2 separate regions of the Sus scrofa genome follow, and region 2 is linked to region 1. A link is a contact called in public Hi-C data. All regions are on one chromosome and are shown on one strand. Each heading gives the region's core, a stretch centred on a gene start, on an enhancer-like site or on the middle of the called end of the contact. The rest is flanking DNA. Distances are from core to core; before and after follow the strand shown. Region 1 overlaps LYPLAL1 (lysophospholipase-like protein 1). Region 2 overlaps LYPLAL1 (lysophospholipase-like protein 1).

The links. Hi-C and Micro-C count contacts between places; a contact is called where the count stands out from the background.
Region 2: a contact with region 1 is called in a Hi-C map of embryonic fibroblasts, with 2.7 times the contacts expected there. The contact joins two enhancer-like sites. A contact is called at or near these places in 12 of 47 Hi-C or Micro-C datasets (alveolar macrophages, embryonic fibroblasts, fetal heart ventricle and 6 more) and 2 of 2 datasets of contacts at active chromatin or transcription factors (alveolar macrophages and skeletal muscle).

Annotation. Positions count from the first base shown.
Region 1 is chr10:8,978,877-8,984,534 of Sscrofa11.1, reverse strand. All of the region lies in intron 5 of LYPLAL1 (lysophospholipase-like protein 1), which reads right to left. Among named protein-coding and RNA genes, the nearest start is that of LYPLAL1, 35 kb to the right of the region's middle. Within about 2 kb of position 3,459, at least 20 of the 83 cell types and tissues checked have an H3K27ac peak or open chromatin away from gene starts, as enhancers often do. A contact at or near this core is called in embryonic fibroblasts, where this site is marked.
Region 2 is chr10:9,055,597-9,061,399 of Sscrofa11.1, reverse strand. It overlaps LYPLAL1 (lysophospholipase-like protein 1), which reads right to left. Exons shown (of 6, transcript XM_021064303.1): 6 at 367-720. The coding sequence ends at 631. Among named protein-coding and RNA genes, the nearest start is that of LYPLAL1, 110 kb to the right of the region's middle. Within about 2 kb of position 2,504, at least 9 of the 83 cell types and tissues checked have an H3K27ac peak or open chromatin away from gene starts, as enhancers often do. A contact at or near this core is called in embryonic fibroblasts, where this site is marked.

The DNA.
Region 1 (5,658 bases), core at 2,210-4,709:
GTGTCGGGGGCTGTGTGACACCCAGGTGAGACGCTCCTGCAGGAGGTATAAGCGGGGGTGGAGAGCAATGATGAGAGCCTGGGGCCAGACAGGTGGCTATGGGGCCAGCATTCCCAAGCCATATATGTGGAAGATCACCCAGAAAGAGAATGAGGAGAAAAACAGAATGAAAAGGAGCCTTCACATTAAAGGGAGTAGCAAGAAGAAAAAAAAAATGAAGGAAACAGAGAAATCATAGTCCAAAGATACTAAAAAACCAGGCTGGAAGGTTCAAGTTTCCAGAATCAGGGGTTAATCAACGCATCACATTCTATAAAGACATCGAGTAAGATAAGGACTGAAGCAGGTTATGGGGCTCAGAAATTAGAACTCTGAGAGAAATGGTTAATCGGCTTTAAAAACTCTTAAATCTGCACCATTATGAAACATGAGGCTGAGCCTGTTACTGAGGCAGAGGGAGGGACCACTACGTGCATTTAGCACAACAGTAAAATGGAGCCAAAGGCAGCATGAATATCGAATGTCTGCAAAGGAAAGGAAATGGCTCTGAATCTGACGTTTGAAATGTAGGTGAGTATTTCACGGCCTTTCTGAGTATTACCACCATGGCTCTATGGACCAGGGCAAAGGCTTCCTCGGGATTCCAAGCACGTCACCAACCATCTCTGGATCTCAGTTTCCATGTGTAAAATGATAATTTCTGGATTCCCTCCAGCCAGAGAAATTCCTGATGCTGTGGCAGAACCAAGACAGCGTCAAAACAGCTGCCCTGAAGCCCGCTCGACATTTCACAGGCTAATTAAGAAGAAACTTTTTTTTTTTTAAAGGATTTCAGCTACTATTTGAAATTGATACATTTTTTCATTCGCCATTTAAAAACCCTGTTTTTAAGTTGAACTAGAGATTTATTGCTGTTGAAGTGAAATTTTTAGAGAGAGCCATTTATTTGCCTCTGCCGATTGCATGCTGTGATCTTTGGTTTTGACACTTCTCTCTGGTTATAGGACAGAGAAACGAGCTTAATACCTAGTGCCCAAGGGAAAGATGTCTGTCTCTCACAGACATTTCAAATTCAATAATTTCATTGGCAAAAGAAAACAGACCAGGAATGGCCAAAATTACTATGTCAAGTATTAATACGTCAAGTGTTCCTCTAGTTTCAAATGGACAAGCCACCAACTGACTAGAAAAAACTGAAGTTCTCTTGTGGCGCAGAGGGTTGACGCTCTGGTGGTGTTGCTGCAGTGGCCTGGGTCGCTGCTGTGGTGTGGGTTCGATCCCTGGCCCAGGAACTTCCACATGGTGCAGGCAGGGCCAAACAACAATAACAACAACACAAAACAAAACAAAGAGCTGGGAAGAAAGAGGGAAAGAGAAAATGAAAACAGTGATTTTTTTTTTAATTCAAGTAATACTATGTCCTTAAGAGTAGGTAGTGAAATACCAGAATAAATCAAAACCAAAAAAAGTATTAATTTGCTACAATAACAAAAAATGAAGTAACAAGCTATTTTGAAATAATCTCTAATAGGAATTTAAAATAGAATGCAAGCACATTAAACTTTCTCATCACTTCTTAAAAAAAAAAGAAAAAAATGAAAAAAAGAAAGATCCCAGAGGCTCTGAACTAAAAACTATTGGCAAAAACACAGGTCTCTTATGGGCATTTTGCCCAAAATATGATTTCTTCAAAACAGGATGTCCACTATTCATCATAGACCCATTAATTCTATTCCCAGTATAAAAATCACATATGGCTTTCGTAACCAGTCCAAGACAAAGGCCTAAATAAAATCACAAAGGTAATGCACGTAATAACTTGAGGGGAGCATAAAAAATACATATATTTTCAGACAATAGCTTATCTTTTTGTAAAATTCCACTCAATATTTCAAACTAAATTTCACGCTCGTTTTCTGAAAGACTGAAGTATGAAAAAGGAAAGAACGAAGGCTTTGCAGAATTTGAGGGAAGTCCTGGGGATATGGCAGCGAACACGCTGAACAAACTGGCTGGTCAACTGGGCAGTAAATGGTGTTCCAGCTTATTCTCCCTTAATGAGGAGCAATTGGGCAAGAATGGGATCAAGACAGCTCCCCAACTGGTACCCTGTTTACTGCTAATTCTCCTCCAGTAGAAGGACCTCGGTCAATCTCAGCCTCGGGCCCCCCTTTTAGAATAACGGATACTAACATTCGTTCTGTATGGACAGAAGGATCCTTCCTCCTTCTGACAACAGGTGCAGAGACACATACCTGCCTCGAGTGTGAAGGAAGGGAGATTCACGATCCCTACGGGGAGAGGCCCGGCTAATCTTTAGACCGCTCTCTGGTGGATGGATGGATGGCATCATGCAGCATGCTCCTCAAGGGGCAACACGACAGCCGCGTCTACGCCGCCAGCCCTGCATCCGCTGGGGTGGCGTAGAGGGCCACAGAGCACACTGGGTCCTACCTGCCTTAAGGGCACTTTGGACCCTTCAGAAAACTGCCTGGAGACGATTTCCAGTTGGAAGCCACAGAGAGGGCACTGACTGGCACTCAGGGACAGGCTTTCGTGGTCCTAGATGGAGTTTACAAGGCTGGTGAGGTCGACCCCCTGAAGAGTGAGAAACAGACTCCGAAAGCCCGAACTGTTGCAGGCCACCGATATGCCTCTCCAAACTGAAATGGGACAGCATGGAGTCTCCCCCCTGCGCCCCCATACCCCTGAGATCCGCCCCTCCTCCTTTCACAGACCTCAGCTGGCGTAAGGGACAGCTTGGGGCCAGGGTGACACGGCTCTGTTCTCCAAAGGGATGAAAAATCGCAATCTATCCCCAGGGAATGTGGGAAAGAGAAGGGGTTCACACTTTTGTGGATCTGGCCGAGACTGGCACCCGAGTTCCGGCCGACAGGTCCCTCCAGGGAGGATTATGCCCAAATTTGACTGCTCGGCTTGGGCAAGAGTTCACAGCAAGGAGGAAGACGTAAACCCGGGAGTGGAGCCCTCAGGGGGGACTCAGTGTCTTGTCCTCTGGGTCCCGCTGCTGAATGTGTGACTGGTATTCATGTTTGACATGCTTACGCTGTAAATGCCCGCGAGGTCCCAGAGCCATTCTCCTGCTTGGGAGGGGCTGCACGGAGGGAGCTGCCGGGCCCTCCACCGCTGAGGACCCTTCAGGCCACAAGCCTCTGTGACAGACGATGCTGCCAGTTGCAGCCTCTGGCAGTCGGAGGTGGCCTCCTTTGGACTCACTCACCGCCTCCTTGCCACAGCTCCCAGCTGGACCTCTTTTGAAAAAGCAGCTGTCAGCTTACTCTTGGGCTCTTGTTGAAACGGAGTGCCCGTCCCCTGGAGGAACTGTGACTCTCTGGCCTGGTATTTCCCTTTTGGGATGGATCGACTCAGACTCAATGACTAACAACGTGAAAAGGATCCAGTCGTGGAAATGGCACATTCAAGACTGCAGCCGGCCTGGCCTCAGCGGCGCCTTGGCTCTACATGAAAAAATGGCAGCTCTTCCACCTCAACACCTGCAGCATAGCTGCTGGTGCAGGGCCGCTGAGTCACAGAGGTTCCCTTAACGCCTGGGCCTGCTTCAGCGGTGGCTGGCTGAGCTGAAACCCGATGGTGGCCACTGGTCAGATGCAACTGTTTGGGCTCAGGGCCAGCGACTCAGAACTGAAAGTGGACAGGGTCTTTCTGCTCAGTGGGCAAAACTCGAGGTTGCCCTCATAGCTCTGGCAAACACAACATTGGATCAACCTCATTATATTTTTACTGACTCTTGAGTTGTTGTCATGGCCTGATTATTTGGACTGTCACTTAGCGAACCACAGACTGGAAGATTAAAGACAGCCCCCCCTCCCTTTGGCTCTGCTAACCCAGGAAATAAACAGTGGCTGCTGATTGAACCATCTGAGTCACTTATGTAGAGGGACCCACTTTTCTGCTGAAACTGACTGGAGTCAAGCTGCTGGTCGAGACTGGACGGCCAGACTGCCAGCACTGCTTACTTAAGCCATCAGCAGACTAGACACGGTGACACATCAACCATTATACTGGATACAAAGCAAAGGAGCCAGTGTTTTTGATATACGGCCTGCCGTTGCATGCCAAACTTTTGAGTCCTGACGAAAGTTGACCCAGTTGTCTGGCAGTGAAGGCAACCACACTGCCTGGGGCATTGCCCATGCTTGCTCCTGACACACTAATTACATCTGACTTTTGACCTCTTCTTGGGGTTGTAAGTGGTGCCTCACTGTGTATTAATACTTTCTCAGGTTATGTGTCACTGTTCCAGTCTGATAAGCTGACAGGGGCCACACTACTGTGGCTCATAAAATGAATCTGTATTGTATTTTTGGCTTTTATTTCTGGAAAGCTTCCCGTTCAACAATGCAGAGCCTTTTGTTGCAAAATGATTCAACAGTGAGCTGGCAGTCAGGTACTGGATGGGCTGCACACAGTCCCTACAACTCACTGGGGTTTGGTATCTTTGAGCATTGGGTCTTTCTCAGCAAAAACTGACTCAACAGATGTCTGGATCTACCCGTTTTACTTTCTCCTGGACCACACACCCTGGTGAGGTGGTTAGGTCAATAAATACAGCTGTCCTCAGAAAGGGGTCCTAGGCTGTTTTCTGGGCAAGGGTCAGAATAAAATGCTGGGAGATGAGGTAAAGCTCTTTCAAAGCCTTGTGATTCCTCCTGACCATTAAGGCCGGGGCTCTGGTGGAGGCTGCACCGCCCTGGACTGTGCCTTGCAGGCCCAGATGGAGTCTGAGCAATTGCCCTTGCAACGCTGGATGAATGCTTTGGACGAAGTAGGAAGGTCGGTACAGAGACGTAAGGAGAAGGACAGCTGGCCTCCTGAGGCACATCCTTACCAGGCCATGGAAATTGTTCAGCTGGATGGGACCAGGCCCTTGGTGGGCGCAGCTGGGACCAGGGCTGCAGCGTGGCTGGTGCTTAGAGCTCTGATCATAGCAGCTTAATTCAGTGCTGGATGGAACAAACGGACCTGATCTGGTTGCAGCTAAATGGCAGAGTTGACCAATATGACAGAGATGACGCACGCGATGACGCACGCAAGGACCTGCACCTTAGCCTCAGTGCGGGAACACGCTGCGGCCGCCCTTCCCTGGGAAAGGCTGTATGCGTGTAGAGCCGCAGAGACGTGTTTCTACAGGCAGATGTGAAGCAGAATCAAACATACATAACAGTACACTGGTTCTCTGTAAATATAATTTTGGTTTTTCACGTGTTAAAATTACACACAAAGTCTTGTGTACCAGCTGTCTTTGTGTCTCATATAATCTGAATTTTCCTGAAATGTGTGCAAGGCACTGGTAATTCTGTTCTCTTATCATACCTCAAGAAATTCCTATTACGTGAAAATAACGGAGTTCGCATTGTGGCTCAGCGCATGAGGACACGGGTTCCATCCCTGGCTTCGCTCAGTGGGTTAAGTGCTGCCCCAAGCTGTGGTGTAGGTCGCAGACGCAGCTCGGATCTGGTGTTGCTGTGGCCGTGGCGAGGCTGGCAGCTGCAGTTCCAATTCAAGGCCTAGCCTGGGACCCTCCATATGCCAGAGGTGCGGCCCTAAAAGAACAAAACAACAAAGTGCCACCCCTATACATCCACGAGAATGGATAAAATGGAAAAGACCGGCCAT
Region 2 (5,803 bases), core at 1,255-3,754, 78 kb before region 1:
CCGGAGGAAATAGCCTGAGTCCGGTGATGGTTAATAAGGCTGGTGTATTTGAGAACAGACCTCCTGTGTGAACCTACAAACCCAAGGAGCAGCAGGTCTGCTTGAAAACACCGCATCTGAAAAAAACCCAAGGAGCTTCCCTCTAAGCACTTTTGCTAAAATAAATCCTTATATTTAGGAAGGTCGCTACGTGTCCTGCTAGATAATTCAGAAAAACGCCCGTTAAACCAATCATTTTACCATGATAATGAAAGTCACATTGGCTGAATATTTTTTTTTTTTTTTGCTTTGTTACTCTTCAACCTGCCTCCAAACACACACACCCCCACCCCCCTACACACACACGTTTTGGCCCCAACCTGTTTTCAGTCTCCTCAATATCAGCCTGATGTCGAGAAACCAGTTTTCGGAGCAAGAACAGAATCTGGTCGTCTTAATCCCAGCGCTATAATGGAAAACATGCCCTGTAACTCCAGGAGACGGCTTCATGGTTTTCCAAAGGCTATTAAATTTTAGCTGCTGCTTTTATTAAATGCAGGAAACAGGAGTGGGGAAGGGGAAGGGATGACGAGAGGGCCTGCATCTCTACCTTTTGTTCTTTTTACTCGGGGAGATGTGGAATTGTTAAGGTCATGCAGGTTTTTCCACAGAAGGAAAGAAAGGCAGTGTCTGTGCCCAGTTCCTCTCGGCATCTTGGAAACCATGGACGCCCTCGTCGCTCTAAAAGAGAAAAAAACTTAGACGTCGGGGCCCTTAACCCACAAGCCACAGCGCGAGGATTAAACCTTAGGACCTGCTGCATGCCCTGCCCTTCCAGAATTATTTCCTACAAAAAGCAAGAAGGCCACATTCTGTCTGACGCCAGTTCGGCCGGGTAGCCTGAATGGCCATTCCTGCAGAAACACATATTCAGAGTTGGGGGTTAAAAAAAAAAAAAAAAGATACAACAACAAATAATAAAATTAAAGAAATAAGATAAAATAACATAAAAAAGTAAGTTGGTGGCAAAGACGACATGCCTCCCCGGCCAGTTCCCCTGTCCTTGGAAACTCTGAGGATCTGTCCAAACTTGACGGGTGTTCAGAAGGGTGAGGAGGCTTAAGTCACAGCCTCTGTTCCAGGGTGGTGGCAGGTATGCGGTGTGTGTCTGTGTGTACACAGGCAGGGGTACACGGCTTCGCCAAAGCTGAAAACGTATCTCCATCAATACTGTCGTGGGGGAAGAAAAGCCACCATGGGAATCGACTCCACTTTTCTCCAGGGCTCTCGGGATTGTTTTTGCCTTTGCTCTCATCCTTTCTAAATCTCGTCCGCTATCATTGAGGCTCATTTTATATGTTGTTGAAGAAACACCAGCTCCATGGGAACTGTGGTCCTCCCTGCCCCTGGGCCCCTCTGGTACCTGTTTGGGTCGGAGCAACGGTAACAAAGGCCGGAGTCAAGGCCGTGTGCTCTCCAGAGAAGTTGGCAGGAATTTCCTGACACCACATGACACAGGCAGGGCTCTGCCCGTTTCAGCTCTGGCCAACCTCACAGGGCAGACAGATGGCCAGTGATGCTTCGCGTTTGCCCATGGGTCTCCATGCCCTGGCCCTTGCCTCTCCCAAAGCCAACTCCCTGGTAGAAGACAACGAAGCTTCTGGAGAAAGCAGGACTGTTGTCAGGCCATAAGCACAAGGGTCTGTGTCCCACTCATCTCTCCTATTTTTCCCTCCTCCCCACAAGGTATTCTACCCCAGATTTTTTTTTTTTCAATGCATCTTCTAATTCCATGACTGGCCAACCCTTAGTCCATGTGTTGTCACCTGCAGCTTCTTATGTCACACTCTGTGACTTTTCCCCAAGTGTTCCTGTTTCAGGAAAGGAAAATCAGCCTCTGGGTACATTAAACCATCAGGTTAGGTCTCAAGTTAGGTTTGTTTAGCTAAATAGTTGTCCTTGCTTATAGGAGTTAATGAATAAAACAAGGTCTGGATTTCACTAGTATCTTTGAACTTTACGTCTTGCATTTCACACCAGGAGCCAATTTCACGCTGAACTTTCCTATTTTAACACCTAAGATCAAAGAAAAAAAAAAGCCTTGTTTCAACAAACTAGCATGTAGAATGCAGCATTAAAATCTAAAACTGAGGCTAACTTCAGCTTCTCTGGTTTTCCCTTGCAGCAATGTTTACGTGTTTGATTTTTAATTTGAACATGTATCTCATAAGACCTCAGAAACAACAGAATACTGAATACCTGCGACAGAAAACAGGATCCGTGAGAAAGGGGAAAATTACACACAGGAACCCTAAGGCTCCTGATGTGTTGGGTTTTTTCCAGCTATAATACAATTTAAACTTGGAGAAAACCTATGTAAACTATCGCCTTTTTTATTTCTTAGAAGTTTCAAGTAAACAATTTTGCTTTGGTTTGCTTGATTTGGGGAAGAATGCTTAAAAGTGTAAAAGGCGTAAGAATCATTTGCAAGAAAGGAAAAATACATTCCATGACATATAGCCTAATGTTATCTGATTGCAAAATCACGGCTCGAGGGTTTTGACACCTCGAGAAGTTATTCACCTCATTGTCCTCAAGAATGAGTTTGTTTCTATTGGGAACATCTGTTGATCTAGTGAAGCCAGCAGCATCTCCATCCCGAGGCTGCAGCCCCTACTCTTTTTAGAATCAGAATGGATACATTTATCAACGGAGCTAATGAGAGAGGCCAGAGGTTGGGGTTTAGACGGGCGTGTTTAAATGACTAATACATTGTGCAATGGGGGGGGCAGGGTATGTGGTTTCCCCTTGTGGAGAAACATCAGTGAAGGGAAACTTGGCCATAGTGGTACCAAGAGAAGTCACGCTACAGAGTGAGGTGAATTCGAACAGAGTGATGAACTCAGGGAAATGCTTTCTCTGCGGATATTTCTAGGCCAGTACAGGAAGAATCGGAAAAGACTGGCTCTTTTATGTTCCTGCAGCATCCCCCAGAATTGGCCCTTTGTCACCAGGCAGCATCTTTGGCTGGTCTCCAGCGGTCTTCAGCAGCCCCAGAACCAGTCTCATGGAGTTCACCCCCATATGCCAGCCTTCAAATCTGCCCTCTGGGAATATGTCCCTGTCCCTTTTCCCAGGGATGCCCTAGGGGTTCTCCACTTCCTCTTGGTGAGTGTTTGAGGACATGGTGATCTCATCGGGGAATGAGCAACCCTAGGACTTCCTTCGTTTGCTCTGTCTTACTCTAAACACACAATTCCCTGATGACCTTGGTCAAATTTTAATCTATTTTATGCACTCAACTCAAGGACTAGTAAGCAAAACTAGAGTTATTGTGGGTTGTAGTCTTTGAGCCTGGAATTTGGCATGGGAATCTCTCTTTCGTGACCAAAGACTTTGGTTCTCTTGTTATGGGCAAGTATTTATGAAGTATATGCTGGGCAGTAGAAACACATCCGTGAATAACATGCAGTCCTTATTTTAGACAATCTCACAGCAGAGTGAAGAGGGATTAGGATGGGGGTTCTTGTCACAGCACAGTGGAAACGAATTCGACTAGGAACCACGGGGTTTTGGGTTCGATCCCTGGCATGGCTCAGCGGCTTAAGGATCCAGGGTTGCCATGAGCTGCGGTGTAGTTTGCAGATGCGGCTCGAATCTTGCATTGCTCTGGCTGTGGTGTAGGTCAGCAGCTATAGCTCCAATTGGACCCTCAGCCTGGGAACCTCCATATGCCATGGGTGCAGCCCTGAAAAAAAGCAAAAAAAGGAGGGATTAGGATGGAAGAAAAATGAGCATGTAGGGTCTTTTAACTTGGACAGTTTGGGTTGCAATGAAAAAGGGTGACTCTGAGGTCTGTATGAGGTGGTTTGAGGATGCTTCAGTCTCAGTGAGGTGGGGGGATTTCCTAGTGAAGTGAACTTGAGCTGACAGTAAGACAAGGGGAATGAGGGACGTTCCAGGGGATGGAAAGTCAGAGAAGTATGGCAGGTATTAATTGCTCTGCAGAACTGGGCAAAAGGAAGGGAGGGATCTACTTTTTTAACTCAAAGGAAAATGAGCTCAAATTCGTAAACATCAGATTAGCCAAATATTCACGATCTCCGCCTTGCAATCCCTCATTTTTCTGAGTTTGCTAAAACTCCAAAGGCTCACACAGTCCAACAGGAGGTCAACACTCTGACCTAATCACCCAAGAGTGATGAGCCTGGGGTGAGGTCAGTCTGTTACTGCTTTTGCTTCTTGCTACCACTTGGTGACACTGTTGACAATTGGACCTACACTCCACAAAGATGATGCTGTACCAGGGACCTGCTGCTATGGCTCTTGAAGGTTGAAGAATCCACGGCTCAGAATCCATCTTGAGGGGTGAAGGATGCCCAGGCTCAAGCTCTTAACCCTTGGTCTTTGGGTCCCCTAGAGTCATTCCCTGAGATGACAGCTCCAGCAGGAGCATGAGGTCAGGACTGAAACAAGCATGGATCCCCTGAAGATTTAAAACCTCTGATCCCTTTCCTTTCTTCCCTAAGGGGTCAGACAGCTTTTCTTTTTCAATCCTGGAAATAGGTGAGTTCTTTTTACCTACGCTTCCCTGGACAATTAGAACCACTACCTATATCCTCACGGCTACCTCGTCTTCTCCAGAATATGAGTCTATAGAGCTCTGTCTATGCTACCCCCCCCTCTTTGGATTGAAAGCACTACACTCAGTGCCTGAAGATTCTTTACTCATCTAAAGATGAGCCAAGTGACCTCCAAGTATCACTTTCAGAAGAGAAAAAAAAATCCAAGTTAAATATTCAGCAGGACAAGTCTACTACAGAAACATGATAGGAACTGAAAATAGTTTGTGTGACTAGAACATAAGGGTTTGGGGGGAGGGCAGTACAAATGAGGTGGTGAAAATGACAGCCTAGTACCTGGGAAGAACCTTGGTGCCATGCTGAGGGGGTTGAGCTTACTTCTGAAGGCAGTGGAGTGTCCATGGAAGATTTAAGTGAGGTGGCATGAAGCATCTGAATTTTAGAAAGTTGCTCTTGTGCTGGTGAGGAAGGCTGACAGAAGAGGGTGAGTCTGTAATAATTTAGTAAGAAATTGTACCATGACTTCAATTTTGTTAGTACCCGTCTTCATCAACTGAGCCACTGGCTGTGATCAGAATGTGTAAAAGCATTTACTCCTAAAGACTGGTCTTATTGGATCTTTGAGATGGCCCTCTCTTAGGACCGACCACACTGAATATAGCTTGTCATTAAATGGACCCATAATGGAGCTTTTTATATCAGAAGTTTTCTTAAAATATTTATCCATCTCTATTTGTTATTAAATATCTTCTTCTGAAATAAAAGAAGGAATTTAAATTATTTCATCAGCTATTAAGGATCAGATTGCTCATCCCTAAGTTTTTGAAGACAGAAACCTCAACTCTGGAATTTGTTTATTTCTAAGTTTTTGCTCTTTCCTCATTTCTCTCTGACATTCTGCCAATATCTGCTAATACTTTTGTGATATTTGTAATTACCAGAATTCCCAATAGTTCATATCTTGGAACTAGAGATGGGTGAAACCAGCTGTATTGGGGGCTTGGTGAACATCTGGAACTATTTTTCAAACCGTGTTTGGGGGTCAAGGAAAACCAAAACATATTTTCATATTTTACCAAGACCTTTTTTTCCACCTCAATTTTAAAATGATGTCTATTTTAAGGGAAATTTAATCCATATGTTACTAAATTCCTTACACTTACCTCATCAAAATTTGGTTCTATAAGAGCTATTTGATGTGCAAAAAGCCTTGGGAGTTATTTTATGAGTTTTTTAAAGAG